Regions from separate parts of the Mus musculus genome. Here all the other regions are linked to region 4. A link is a contact called in public Hi-C and HiChIP or PLAC-seq data. All regions are on one chromosome and are shown on one strand. The core of a region is the stretch at or near the end of the contact, and the rest is flanking DNA. Distances in the headings are between cores, read along the strand shown.

Evidence for each region. Hi-C and Micro-C count contacts between places; a contact is called where the count stands out from the background. HiChIP or PLAC-seq counts read pairs in DNA pulled down with a chosen protein or histone mark.
Region 1: an H3K4me3 HiChIP or PLAC-seq map of bone marrow-derived macrophages shows a contact between it and region 4, with 4 times the contacts expected there. The contact joins the enhancer-like site here to the promoter of Rbm17 in region 4. A contact is called at or near these places in 1 of 484 Hi-C or Micro-C datasets (pre-B cells), 4 of 115 datasets of contacts at active chromatin or transcription factors (the SCID.adh cell line, T-cell acute lymphoblastic leukemia, Th17 cells and 1 more) and 2 of 9 other capture datasets (adipose tissue and liver).
Region 2: a Hi-C map of muscle stem cells shows a contact between it and region 4, with 5 times the contacts expected there. The contact joins the promoter of Prkcq here to the promoter of Rbm17 in region 4. A contact is called at or near these places in 6 of 39 promoter capture datasets (the HPC-7 cell line, hematopoietic stem and progenitor cells, hippocampal neurons and 2 more), 2 of 484 Hi-C or Micro-C datasets (muscle stem cells and pre-B cells), 3 of 115 datasets of contacts at active chromatin or transcription factors (the SCID.adh cell line, bone marrow-derived macrophages and regulatory T cells) and 2 of 9 other capture datasets (adipose tissue and liver).
Region 3: a Hi-C map of neutrophils shows a contact between it and region 4, with 6 times the contacts expected there. The contact joins the enhancer-like site here to the promoter of Rbm17 in region 4. A contact is called at or near these places in 14 of 39 promoter capture datasets (the 3T3-L1 cell line, 3T3-L1-derived adipocytes, the C10 cell line and 9 more), 5 of 15 datasets of contacts at CTCF or cohesin (CD8 T cells, embryonic stem cells, large pre-B cells and 2 more), 56 of 484 Hi-C or Micro-C datasets (B cells, the Ba/F3 cell line, the C10 cell line and 39 more), 35 of 115 datasets of contacts at active chromatin or transcription factors (the 230-238 cell line, DN3 thymocytes, the HPC-7 cell line and 22 more) and 5 of 9 other capture datasets (adipose tissue, embryonic stem cells, liver and 2 more).

Annotation. Positions count from the first base shown.
Region 1 is chr2:11,191,312-11,194,082 of GRCm38.p6, reverse strand. The region is part of intron 1 of Prkcq (protein kinase C, theta); the gene reads right to left. Among named protein-coding and RNA genes, the nearest start is that of Prkcq, 20 kb to the right of the region's middle. Within about 2 kb of position 1,437, at least 114 of the 459 cell types and tissues checked have an H3K27ac peak or open chromatin away from gene starts, as enhancers often do. A contact at or near this core is called in the SCID.adh cell line, T-cell acute lymphoblastic leukemia, Th17 cells and 4 more, where this site is marked.
Region 2 is chr2:11,170,929-11,173,940 of GRCm38.p6, reverse strand. Prkcq (protein kinase C, theta) reads right to left here and starts at 1,559. Exons shown (of 18, transcript NM_008859.2): 1 at 1,481-1,559.
Region 3 is chr2:11,330,606-11,333,553 of GRCm38.p6, reverse strand. No RefSeq gene overlaps it. Among named protein-coding and RNA genes, the nearest start is that of Gm13293, 7.4 kb to the left of the region's middle. Within about 2 kb of position 1,328, at least 134 of the 459 cell types and tissues checked have an H3K27ac peak or open chromatin away from gene starts, as enhancers often do. A contact at or near this core is called in the 230-238 cell line, B cells, the Ba/F3 cell line and 24 more, where this site is marked.
Region 4 is chr2:11,601,527-11,604,660 of GRCm38.p6, reverse strand. Rbm17 (RNA binding motif protein 17) reads left to right here and starts at 1,462. Exons shown (of 12, transcript NM_152824.1): 1 at 1,462-1,576.

The sequences.
Region 1 (2,771 bases), core at 188-2,687, 410 kb after region 4:
TAAAACAACCTGCCACATAAACCTGATGTTTCAACTGTGGATCATAGTTTTTCATAGTTTCGGGAGAAACTATGAAAAAAAAAAAACCCAAAAAACAAAACAAAACAAAACAAAACAAAACAAAAACAAAAACAAAAAAAAAACCCTTAGGCAGCTGCATGCACCTGCAATCCCAGAATTTTTTGAGGTAAGAAGAGACAAGAGGTGCACACAGGCGAGGCCTGGGGGCCATCTGGCCTGCACCACGCAGAAAAACAGCAAGGAAGAACATGTCAGACTTTGCCTCCAAACAAAGGTGTAAATCTAGACTCATGAACTCTTTTAAGTATGTGCAAGATAATCTCTCACGCATGTACTTAAATTTTAAAGGGAATTCACTCCATCAATATTTAAGGGACACTCTCACAACAGCATTTATTCCTGTTTCTTACAAGCACATCCTTCTAAATTGCCTGGGATTTGGTTGAAAAGAGCCCTGAGTCCAACAAACCTCCCTTCACAGCTGCTAAGATAAAAACAGACATACAATATTTTTAAAATAAAATTAAAAAAAAAAAAAAGCTTAGTAAACACAGGGAGGAGACATATGCAGAAACCCACAACTGATTTAATTTGCAAAACCACACCGCCTTAGCTCAACTAGAGTGAAGATGATTTAGATAAAATACAACCAGAAAAGGGAGATAGCGGATACCGGGTAAGCAACACAGCTGATGCTGTAGCAGGAAACGCTCTGGGCGGGAAGTGAAGATCAGAAAAACTTTCTACATTGGCTTTGTTTCAAGATGCTGGAGGCAATCACTGCTCATTGGAAGAAGGTATTAACTTGTCTCTGTGGGAGAATCCTCACCTTGATGCAGGAAGGAAAACAAGACTTGTTAAATTGAAGCTGTGGAGTCTGGAGCTACCTTCATCTTTGCGTGCAAAGACCTGAGGAATTTCTCAAGAGGTGGATTGTATCTTTAGGGTGTAAGAAAAGAGGGCAAGAAAAACTCCGTGTAGAAACCAACGACTGTGGTTCCTTTCCCAGGAAGTATTTGCAGAGTAGATTACAAGCATAAATGACCATAACCGCACAGCAGGGCAAAACTGCCTCTGGAGGTGACACAGGCTGAAGGTCAAAGGAGAACAGAAAGCGAAAGCTTTTCTGTCTGAGCTTTATTTATGAGTTGGAATTCACTAAGCCATTCTCAAGCATTCTGCTGCTCATTTTCCTAGCTGTGAAATAATTCAGCCATAGGCAATAAAAGGTTAAGGATCAAAAGTGAAAGCAGAGATGAACCTTATGAATAAGGATTACAGCTGTCGGCTTAGGTAAGAGAAGATTCACCTAGGAGCTGGCATTCACTGCCCACTACCAAGACCCAGGCGCTATGTAGTAACAAAAGAATCCAGGGTAGAAAAAGAGAGTCACGTGTGCTTTGAGCCCTTCTAGAGGACCCAAGGGGAGCACTCAAGGATGTGTGGGTCTAGCAGAGAGGGTGGCCATGCTGCTTCTACGCTGTCTAATGGTGCCTTTGTTTTTCTTAACCATGATTTTGCGGCAGTGAGAATGTATGAGATTTTTTTTTTTCTGAGTCATACGTTAAACAATCTGAAAGCTGCTGGGGTTGCAGAAGTTCCCCTGAGCTTCCCAGCCTTGTCTGGATTCTTCAGGCACCGGCCATTACTCAACCTGCTCTCACCGAGCCCTGTTTGCTTTCTTCTCCAACAGACAGGTCTTCTGAGGGCTAGCTAGCATCTTCTCCTTTTATCCCTCTTTCCTCTCTATACACAAAATTATGTCCAATGTGGTTAGATATCTGATCAAGAAATATTTAACTCAAATAAGGCAAATTTAAAGTTTAAAATTAAAAAAATGTCCAGTTTCTGCTCATTGACTAAACCAGGCTAAGGTGTCGTGGAATGTCCACGGAACCTGGGTTTTTAAGGTGATCCGTGCCTTTCAAAGTCCTAAGGTGGCAGAGAATTTCAGGCATTGGAAAAGAATGTGGTGAAAATTTTCTACAATATTTTGTAGGAAGAAATGTTCCAAGGCAGTGGTTCTCCACCTGTGAGTCCCACACAACCCCTTTGGGGGTTGTCTATCAGATATTTACATTATGGTTCATAATAGTACCAAAATTAAAGTTATGAAGTAGAAATGAAATAATTTCATGATTAGTGGTCACCACAACATGAAGAACTAAGGGCCACAGCATTGGGAAGGTTAAGAACCACTGGTCTGAAGGGTTTCTTCCCAACAGGTTAGGGCACTTAGACTTATTTTATACCTTTCATAGTGTCTTCCCTTCTTCTATGACTGAATATATATATGATTGAAACCTAAAATCACTAGCTAGGACCTGGGGAAATGGCTCAGTGGAAAAGGGCCAGGTAAGGGTGAATACTTGATTTCTATGATCCCTGGCACCCTCTGGCTGTGGCCAAACACTTGGTCCATCACTTCAACACTGTCATGTCAGAGACTCACAAGTTGCCAGGCTAGCGAGGTAGCTCCACATTGAGTGAGAGGCCTGCTTCAAGGCAATGATGCAGAGATAATAGAGCAAGACACCCAGTGTCCTTCCCTGGCTTCTACATAGGCATGCACCTCCACATGTGTGCAGATACACAAGACTACACACACCACATATGCTTCCTCACATTCGCCAGACAAACAGAACACTCTAGCACTGGTGGGTCTGCTGTGGCAGGATGGTGACACTGAGGGAAGCCTTACTGACTGCAGCTCCCTAGAAAGAGGGTCATGAACGTCCTCTACCTAGGCA
Region 2 (3,012 bases), core at 310-2,809, 430 kb after region 4:
ATCTTTCTGTGGTAGACACCTGCATCAGACAATGGCACTGATCTCTGGGGGATTTTAAACAGCTGTGCATAAACTTCAAAAGTAATTTGCAACCAAATTAGTAAATGTCACCCTTCTTCCCACAAGACACAGCATTTTTTTTTAAAAAAAGAGAGAGCAAGCATCCTCATTTAAGCCTGCCATTTTACACATTCTCAAAGATAAGGGGGTGGGGGGTGCGGCGGGATGAAGATGATGTTTCACAAGGTTGGGGTGTGGGTGGGGTGAGGTACTCAAGATCTTAGAAAAGGACTACTCAGGCAAGGAAACAAGCCCTGGGGAGGAAGAAGCAGTGGTGGGCATGGCTTCCAGGACAAATGCACGGAGCCATTAAGTTCTGTTTCCTTGACTCCTGAATCCCGAGACTTTTCCTTTGCTAAATGAAAGGGACAAATGAACTGAGCTGAGAAGACAAAGGCAGATCCCCCATATCTTGTCTGAGGTTCATCACACAATTCCCCAGTCTAGGTCTGTGTTCTCAAAAGGCACCTGCAGCTTAAAGGACTGGGGCTTGGGCACAAACGGTCCATTTTTCCCACTGACAGCCCAAGCTCTTTCTCCCTCCCCCCCAACCCCCACCCCTGCCCTCCGCCCTCCCATCTCCACACATACCCAGCTGTGTCACCACTGAATAATCTTTTATTAGCACCATGGCCAGCCCACATAGTAGCAGGACAGCCCAGAGGACAGGGCAGCTCTGTGACGCTCCCCTTGCAGAGAACACCAGAATCACTAAGGTTCAGCCCGCCGTTGGACCTCTCTCCCACGCCCACATGGAGTCATTAAAGTCACCCGTGGTACTTTGATAATGCCAGCTCTTAAAACTCCAGTGGAACAAAGAGGTTGCATATAACAAAATGCATCTTAACATGTGACACTCAAAGCTAGAAAATAATCTTGTTCTAAGGAAGTGAATACCTCAACTTTTAAAATCAAACAACAAACAAACACCTAAAATACAACCTAGCCCCTGAAAAACAAAACAAAACAAACAAAAACCCGAATCAAGCGCTGCAGCAAATTCCCAGAAAACTAGGTGTTCTCCATGGACAGGTCTCCTAGGACAGAAAACACTCCTTACAAGTCTATGGTTTTGTTTTTGTTTTTGTTTTGTGGAGAACACATAAAGTTGCAACTGTTTCCTTTTTCCTAGCCTGCCTTTCCTCGGGTGCTAAGGAAACGCAAAGGAAGAAGGAAGCGCCCCTCAGTCCCTGACCCCAGCTTCCACTGGTCAAGGTCGCCAGCACACAAGAAACCAACGACTGGAGGAGCCCCAAAGTTTGCTTTTTCTCGATTTTGTTCTCACCCCTGTTACTCCTGACAGTCCCCTACCCTTTCCTGGAACACTTGCAAGAGACATTCGGGTGGCCCTTCAGGCCCTGATCTTTGGCACCTCCAGTCTGCTCACTCCTCGGTGGTAACTTGGGACCCTGGGTCCTACCTGGTGTCGCGGCCGCGGTCCCAGAGCAGCGCCGCTGTTGCTCGGATGGCGGGGACTGGCGCGGGCCTGGCGACCCAAGGGTACTCCGGTGGCGGCACCGGCCAGAGGGCGCTCGCCACGCCGGCTCAGGGACGCGCGCCTGGTTGCGTTCCGCGAGCGCTCTCGGCCTTCCTCCTGCTGGCTCTGTCCCCACCCTCCATCCTCACGCCTCACTGGCCACTTGTCGCTCTGCCGCGACTGGGACCCGGAGGCTGCAGGAGGTCTGGATGAAGCAGTCACCGGGCGGGGAGCGACGCCGCAGGCAGCGCGAAGCGGGACGGACGCCAGAGCCTCAGCCGCCTGAGTGCCAGAAAGGGGGGCGCGAGAGCAGTCTCTTCTTGCTTAGCTGAAAAACCATAAATGAGCAGCCAGTGGGAAGGGCTAAGGTCGCCGGCAGAAAGAAGTGTTTTATTTAATCCATTTTGCATTACAAAGGGCTTACGAGTTGCTTTTGTTTTGGTTTGCTTTTTAATTACCTACGAGTGTGTTTGGACACAGCTCTGTAGTGGCATAGAGGCTTCTTGGTGGAGTCTTATGAATGATTTTTGATGTTTTGAACTGCTGTAAACTGTACAGCATTTCGGCAGCAACTTTTCGTCACTAGGGTGTATTTGTCTTTTTAAGAGTTTTTATGCCATGCTGCTAATGTTCATGATTGTCTCTATAACAAGGGGTGGTAGATTTTCGCGCACTTAATAAAATTACATTTTTGTTGTGCAGTACAGGAAGGCCAGATTAGTATGAGAATTTAAATAGTAACACTATTTAAATACTCCACCCTACCCCATGTTCTCCTCAGCAGGCTTCTGGTTACTGACATACATCATCTTTAAATGGCCACAGGTACGGAGAGTTTCAGCTTCTAATGTGACTCTACAGATGACACTGAGACATGGAAGTGCTTGGTGACTTGATCAACTGATACTTGGGGCTGTGTTAAGAAGCCACAAATGGCGATACTTCCCTATAATGTATATGAACCATCAAAACCAATGCACAGAGTTTTAAAGGTTACAAAAATATTTGGCCAAAATTAATCCACTTTGCCATTTGTTGATACATAAGCACTGAACTAGCCCACAAGTCAGGATCTTACAATACAGAGGCTGTGCTTCCAGCCCTGAAGTATGATGACCTCAGGACATCAAAGTCTGGCACATAGTAGGCCTCCATTATATTTTGGCTATTACATTTGGCAGAAAAGTGTGTCATGCCTGGGAACAAGGTCAAAGGGCTGGAGTGATGGTCCCCACTTCTGCCCCAGTCTGTGACTGCTAAGGATCCTCTTGTTCAAAGATGAAAGGACTGGCTTCTCCAGCCAGTCTTCAGTAGATCCTACTGGGTTGGGGAGAAATGACAGAGTGATCACACAGCTATGCCTTAAGTCAGGAAACATATTCTCCATGACTATGTTTCCCACTGAGTATTTTAGGAGATTAAATATATGCAGGGGCTTAGGGACCTTCATATGTCCTCTGATTAATTATTTAAAA
Region 3 (2,948 bases), core at 79-2,578, 270 kb after region 4:
TGTCTTGCGACAGGTTGAATAAGCAGCCTGAAGGTTTGCCAGCGTCATGAGATGAGGAAGCACAGCAAGAGAAAAAGCGGGAGGCTGGGCTGTAGGGGAGGGGCAGCGGAAGCTTGCCATCATGTGGTTTAAATGGCTCAAACGCGATTAAAGGCGGGCATCAGTGCAAGCCCTTTAGCCTTCCAGGAAGCCTGGCCCTTCCCTTGGGTTGTTTGTTTAGCATGGTCTGGTGGGCTGGTTTGGTTACTTCCCCAAACTCATGAGCAAAGAGTGTTCTAGGTAGAGCGGGGATGTGGTCATTCCAGCCACGGAGGCAACTGAATTTAGGGTACCTGCATCTGAACTTAAAAACTCTAGGTCCAATCAAATTGTCACTGTGAAAAATGTCTGACACAGAGGGGACCATACCGAGTAGAGATGGAGGGAGAAGTAAGTGCTAGAGTTTTGTGTTCTTTTTTCTGCCGCTAGTATGTGGAAACAAATTTGAGCGCACATCTCGTGAGGTGCACATGAGACTGGAGAGAAAAAGCAGCGTTGAAGTTATTAGGCCAGCAGAAGGAACCGGGGTTGGATCGCTGCATTAGATCTGAGCTGAGTTAGTGACCACATGGAGATGTCCCTCATAACTCTCTTCCTAAATTTTCTCACCAAAACACCCAAATCCTTCTGCCCTGGCTTTCCTTAATTTACAACATGACCCCCTTTTAGTGCCCTACGCAGTTAGCTACAGTCTACTCTCTGTCTTCTTCACTCCCTGATCTTAGGGGGAAGACGTCATGGTGTGTTGGTTGATTCTAGAAACCTTGCGACACAGCAGGTGGCTGCAGAGGAATTACTGGTAGTGAAAAATAACAGCCAGCCCCCACCCCTTCTCTTGCAAGTGTCAGGAAGAGGAAGTGACATAGGAGAGTAGACAGCTTGCATTACAACATGGGAGGGTGAGTACCATATCAGGAGACTGACCATGTCTCAGATACCCATGGACAATGCCACTCCTCACTTGGTAAATGACAAGAGTGAAGCTCACTTCAGTTGGTAAGTTTATGGGTCTTCTGCACGGGAGCATTTAAGAAACTCAGCAACAACTATCTCCTGGTTGGCGAACATCTTCTTAGGTGCTGAAAGCATTGCTCATCAGCTCTCTCCTTTCTAGAACCTACTATCTGTGGCTCTTCCTGGGGAATTGTAAGAGAACTGAGCAGACCATGACCCCAAACTCTCTGTCAGCAACAGTATTTGCACTGTCATCTGTAGTGTTCTTTGCTGGTTTCAGGGAGGTTTGCACTGGTCTGTTTGTGTGACCTGAGTGTTTACCCAGTGAATACAATCAATACGATCCTTTCATTGATGAAGAGACTGAGCTCAGGAGGGCAAAGAGCTCCACAAAGACCTGTCTACTGAGAGTCCTTGATCACATGACCTGAGAGGCTCGCTGTCAGGGCTCTGAATCACTTTATGACAAGCAGGTTTTCCCCTTTATTTCCTACAATACACCCCATTCACTAGTATTTATTAATTGTACACAGTAATAATGGGCTCTATTGTGACATTTTGTCCTTGCATCGTACCATCCTTTGGCTAGACATCTTTCTATTACTCTCTCTCTCTTTTTTTTTTTTGAGACAGGGTTTCTCTGTATAGTCCTGGCTGTCCTGGAACTCACTTTGTAAACCAGGCTGGCCTCGAACTCAGAAATCCGCCTGCCTCTGCCTCCTGAGTGCTGGGATTACTCTTGTAGATTGCCCTCAAGCTTCCCTTGAAGGATGCTCACGGTGAAGGAAGGAAGGAAGCAGGAGAATCCAGTTCATTTTGGTTCACAAAACGTTTTCGACGGCAGTAGCATCTTCTGTCACGTTCCTCTGCTGCCCTCTAGTGGTGATCTAGCCTCAAGTTATGTGCGTGAGTGTGTGTGATGTGTATGGTGTGTGTGCATGTATGTGTATATGTGTGGTATGTGTGATGTATATGGTATGTGTGTGGTGTATATGGTGTAATGTGTATGGTGTGTGTGCATGTGTGTGATATGTATGGTGTGGTGTGTGTGATGTGTATGGTATATGTGTGTATGTGTGAGATGTGTATGGTGGGTAGTGTGATGTGTATCGTGTGTGTGTGTGTGTGTGTGTGTGTGTGTGTGTGTGTGAAGGCTAATCTTTATTTTCAACCTGATGGGATTTAGGATCATTCTGGAAACAGATACCTGGGTTTGTCTGTAAAGTACTATCTAGATTATATTAATTGAAGTAGAACCCACCCTGAATGGTCTGGGTTGGAGTCTCTGACTGAACAGAGGAGAAATAGAGCTGAGCAGCCTCAGGCACCACTCTGCTTCCTGAATGCAGAATGTGTGACCCGCTGCCCCACACAGCTGCTGTCCTTTCCCACTGTGGACTGCATCCTTGGAACTGTGAGCCACAACAACCCTTCCTTCCTTGGGATGCTCTTCTCAGGTCTATCTTAGCATTGACTCAAGTGATGAACCCAGTCAGTGTATATATACAGAAGAGAAATATATATATATTTCCCTCCCTCCCTCCCTCCCTCCCTCCCTCCCTCCCTCCCTCCCTCCCTCCCTCTTCCCCTCTTCTGCTTCTCTTCCTTCCTTCTTGTAGCAGTTCGTATTAAAACCGCTCCATGCTCCCAGGTGGGTACTCGAGGCTCCCCTGGACCAGCCAGAGTGCTCTGTATTCACGAATGAAAGACAACAAACACGCTGCGATATTTTAAATATGCCTTAAGTAGCCCAATGGCTGGGCCACTCCTGAACCTCCCTGTGGCTAACACACTCACTTCAGATATTCTTGAGTTATTACTTTCTAAAATCTATCCTGCATCTCTGCTACCCCAGATCCAAATGGGGAGTGGCCCGGGACTGCTTTCCCGTGGTTCTTACATGGCTGCTTCTCTGTCTTCCGTGGCTCTCAAGGCTCTCATGTTTGTACCCTCTT
Region 4 (3,134 bases), core at 213-2,712:
AGGGTTTCTCTGTATAGCTCTGGCTGTCCTGGAACTCACTCTGTAGACCAGGCTGGCCTCGAACTCAGAAATCCCCCTGCCTCTGCCTCCCGAGTGCTGGGATTAAAGGCGTGTGCCACCACGCCTGGCACTTTCAGAATTATTTGAACACTTTCTTGTAAATCAGATTATAATGTTGGTGTGTTCACTTGTGTAAGGTCCACCTCCACAGTTTTATGATGGCTATTCCTGGTTTTCAACTCGACTACATCTGGAATGAACTACAATCCAGAAATGGAGGGCACACAGGATCTTGAGGCTGGAAGACACAGGCTGCTGACCCAGATCTTGACATGGAGATCATGAGACAGCCCAGGCAAGGTAGTGCACAACTTTAATCCCAGGACACTGAGGCAAGCAGTTCTCTGAGTTCAAGGCCAGCCTGGGACAAAGCAAGTTCCGGATCCAGGTGTGGAACTTGAGGACATAAAGACATTGGGAGAAAGAAGATTGACTCACTCCTCGTCACCTTCTTGCACTTACTTGACAGCATCTCTGTTGGAACCGATTTCTTCAGATTGTAGCTTAGACAGAAGACCAGATGAAACAACCTACTTCGTGGGACAGAGCAACTACTAGATTCTTGGGTTTCCCATTCACAGCTGCCCATTGTCAGGTTAGTTGGACTGCAGAGTGTAAATCATTGCAATAAATTCATTTAATATATATAGACAGTCTATAGGTCCTCTGACTATAGAGAACCCTGACTGATACATTTTTCAGCTTGAATTCACCACCACCACCACCCTTTGCGGGGGGGGGGGGGGGTTGTTGTTATTGTTGCTGTTTTTCAAAATAGGGTTTCTGTGTAGTCCTGGCTGTCCTGGAACTCACTATATAGACCAGGCAGGCTTTGAACTCAGAAATCTCTGTCTCTGCCTCTCAAGGGCTGAGATTAAAGGCATGGGTCACAACTGTCCAGCTATAGCTTGAAATAATTTTTACATGCAACCAAAAATATGGGGAAAACATATTTACACAAAGCCCTGGTTTCTCTGACCTTTCTTTTGCCATTTGCTGCATTTTTATTCCAAGCGAGCAAGGTTTATAGTGTTTACATTCTTTCTCTGAAGACCTAGCTCAGTGTGTGTTTTTAATGCTATTAGATTCTGCAACATCTCGCCTGCAAATTTATTTCCACCATTTAGTATATAAGGGAATAGTTGGGAGTGAATACCTGGAGCCTAGTAGGGGATTCGGCTCCTACTCCAAGGTCAGAAGGCACATGAATCTCGAAACCTTGTGCCAATGGCGCCATCTCTTGGCCGGCAGAGAGGAGATGCAATGTAGTCCTCCCGTCAGCAGGGTGCAGTGCGAGCCGGAGAGTGCAGCTTTGCTTCCGCGAGTCACACGCAGGCGCAGACGTGGACTCCCGGCAGCCTCCGCTCTCTTACCCCGCGCGGTGCATCCCTTTGCGGACTCCGTGGAGGCTCGGCGCTGCGGCGGACTCCGGCGGTGGGCGGGCTTCCGCGCAGGGCGGCCGGGCTCCGCGCTGCCGCCGCCGTGGCCCATGGGCACAATCGTCTCGGAAGGCCGGGTGAGTGGCGCCGCGGCGGCCCTGGCAGGCGGTCTGATCCGGAACGTAGACTCGGGTGTGCGCGCCTTCACGGATGCGCTGGACGCGAGGCCGCGGCTCTAGGCCGCGCCGTGAGGGGCGCGGGGATGCGGGCGGGGCACCCCGAGCTGCCCGGGGGGTTCCCAGCCCTCCACGTTGGGCTCCTTCAGCCTGCCACGTTCCACCGGGCCACCTAGATCCCCCCTTCACCAGTCCCGATCCTCTTGACAGTGAAGAAAGTACCTTTCTCCTCTTCATGGCCCATGCCCAGACCAAGTTGTTGGGTCGCAAGACCGCAGTAACCCAGACTGCGTCGGGCCTCAGGAATGGAGAAGCCAAAACACAAACCCCAAAACTTGTTTCCTTCCAGAGCACCTGAAGTGAAGGTTGAGGCCGTTGTCTCACCGGGACAGAGAGTGTCTGTTGTAACCCCCGGCATGCTCAGGCCTGCGCTAAGGGGAGTTTTAGCGTTCATGTCCCTCCGCTAGCTTTCGAGCTTCTTCTGCTTGGACCAGTTGTGCTCTGAATGAGTGCTGCAAGCTCAGTAAGGTGCTTCTCCAGGGGTTAGATCTCTAAGAAGCTCGTTGGAAAACCCAGGCCTGGATTGATCCGAAGAACCAGATTACAAGCTGGAAAGACCTGGAAGAGGAGTTTTATTACAAGTGGAAAGGCTGCACCTATGAGGAAGAGGGAAAGCAAGAGCAGAGAAGCGCTGTAGAGTATTCTGCAGTTTAAGGCTGTGACAGAGGATGAAGAGGGACTTAGAAGGGTGATCAGTCAGACCTTCCTTTGAGAAGTCAGGAAGGGGGGACCATTGACATAAGTTCTTGTTATAATTCTGCTTGTTCTGGGAATAGGTGAGGCCTGTCTCTCTGCAACAGGTGGCTCTTTTAAATCATGGGGACACATTTATACTGGGCTGAGCTGTAAACATTTCGAGATAACAAATTTTAGTAAATATGAGTAATGGAGCCCAGGGTGGCAATATGTCTGGAATTCCAGTGCTTGGAAGGTGCAGGCAGGAGATTAAGAGTTCCGAGGACAAGCCACACGTGGAAATCACATGTGTGATTTCCTACAGGCGTCATTTTTCTCCTACCATATGGGTTCTTGTTGACCCCCTGATTTGTTATTATGTACCTCCTCCCCCCCACCACCTGTCCCCCGCATAAATTTTTCACACATCTTTCCAACAGGGAAGAGTTCCCTCTAGTAGGTCATTCTACAAGTCTTTCAGAACAGTAGAGAAATCTGCTGCGCTGTTTGCTTTAGTTACTCTGGTTAGTTTGTTTTTAACAGTCCCTGGCCAATGGTATCTTGGTAATACGGATGGGAAATGTGAACTATCAGAGATGGCATAGCTACACACGGAAGGGTATAAATGATTCGGTAAAACATCATTAAGTCCTGAGTATAAGATATGATTGTGGTGTGGATCAAGCTAACAGAGGTAGACTTTTAGACTTGTGATGGTTACTCTTGGTTAGCTACATCTGGAATCTACTAAAACCCAATGGCTGGCCACACCTGTGAGGGATTT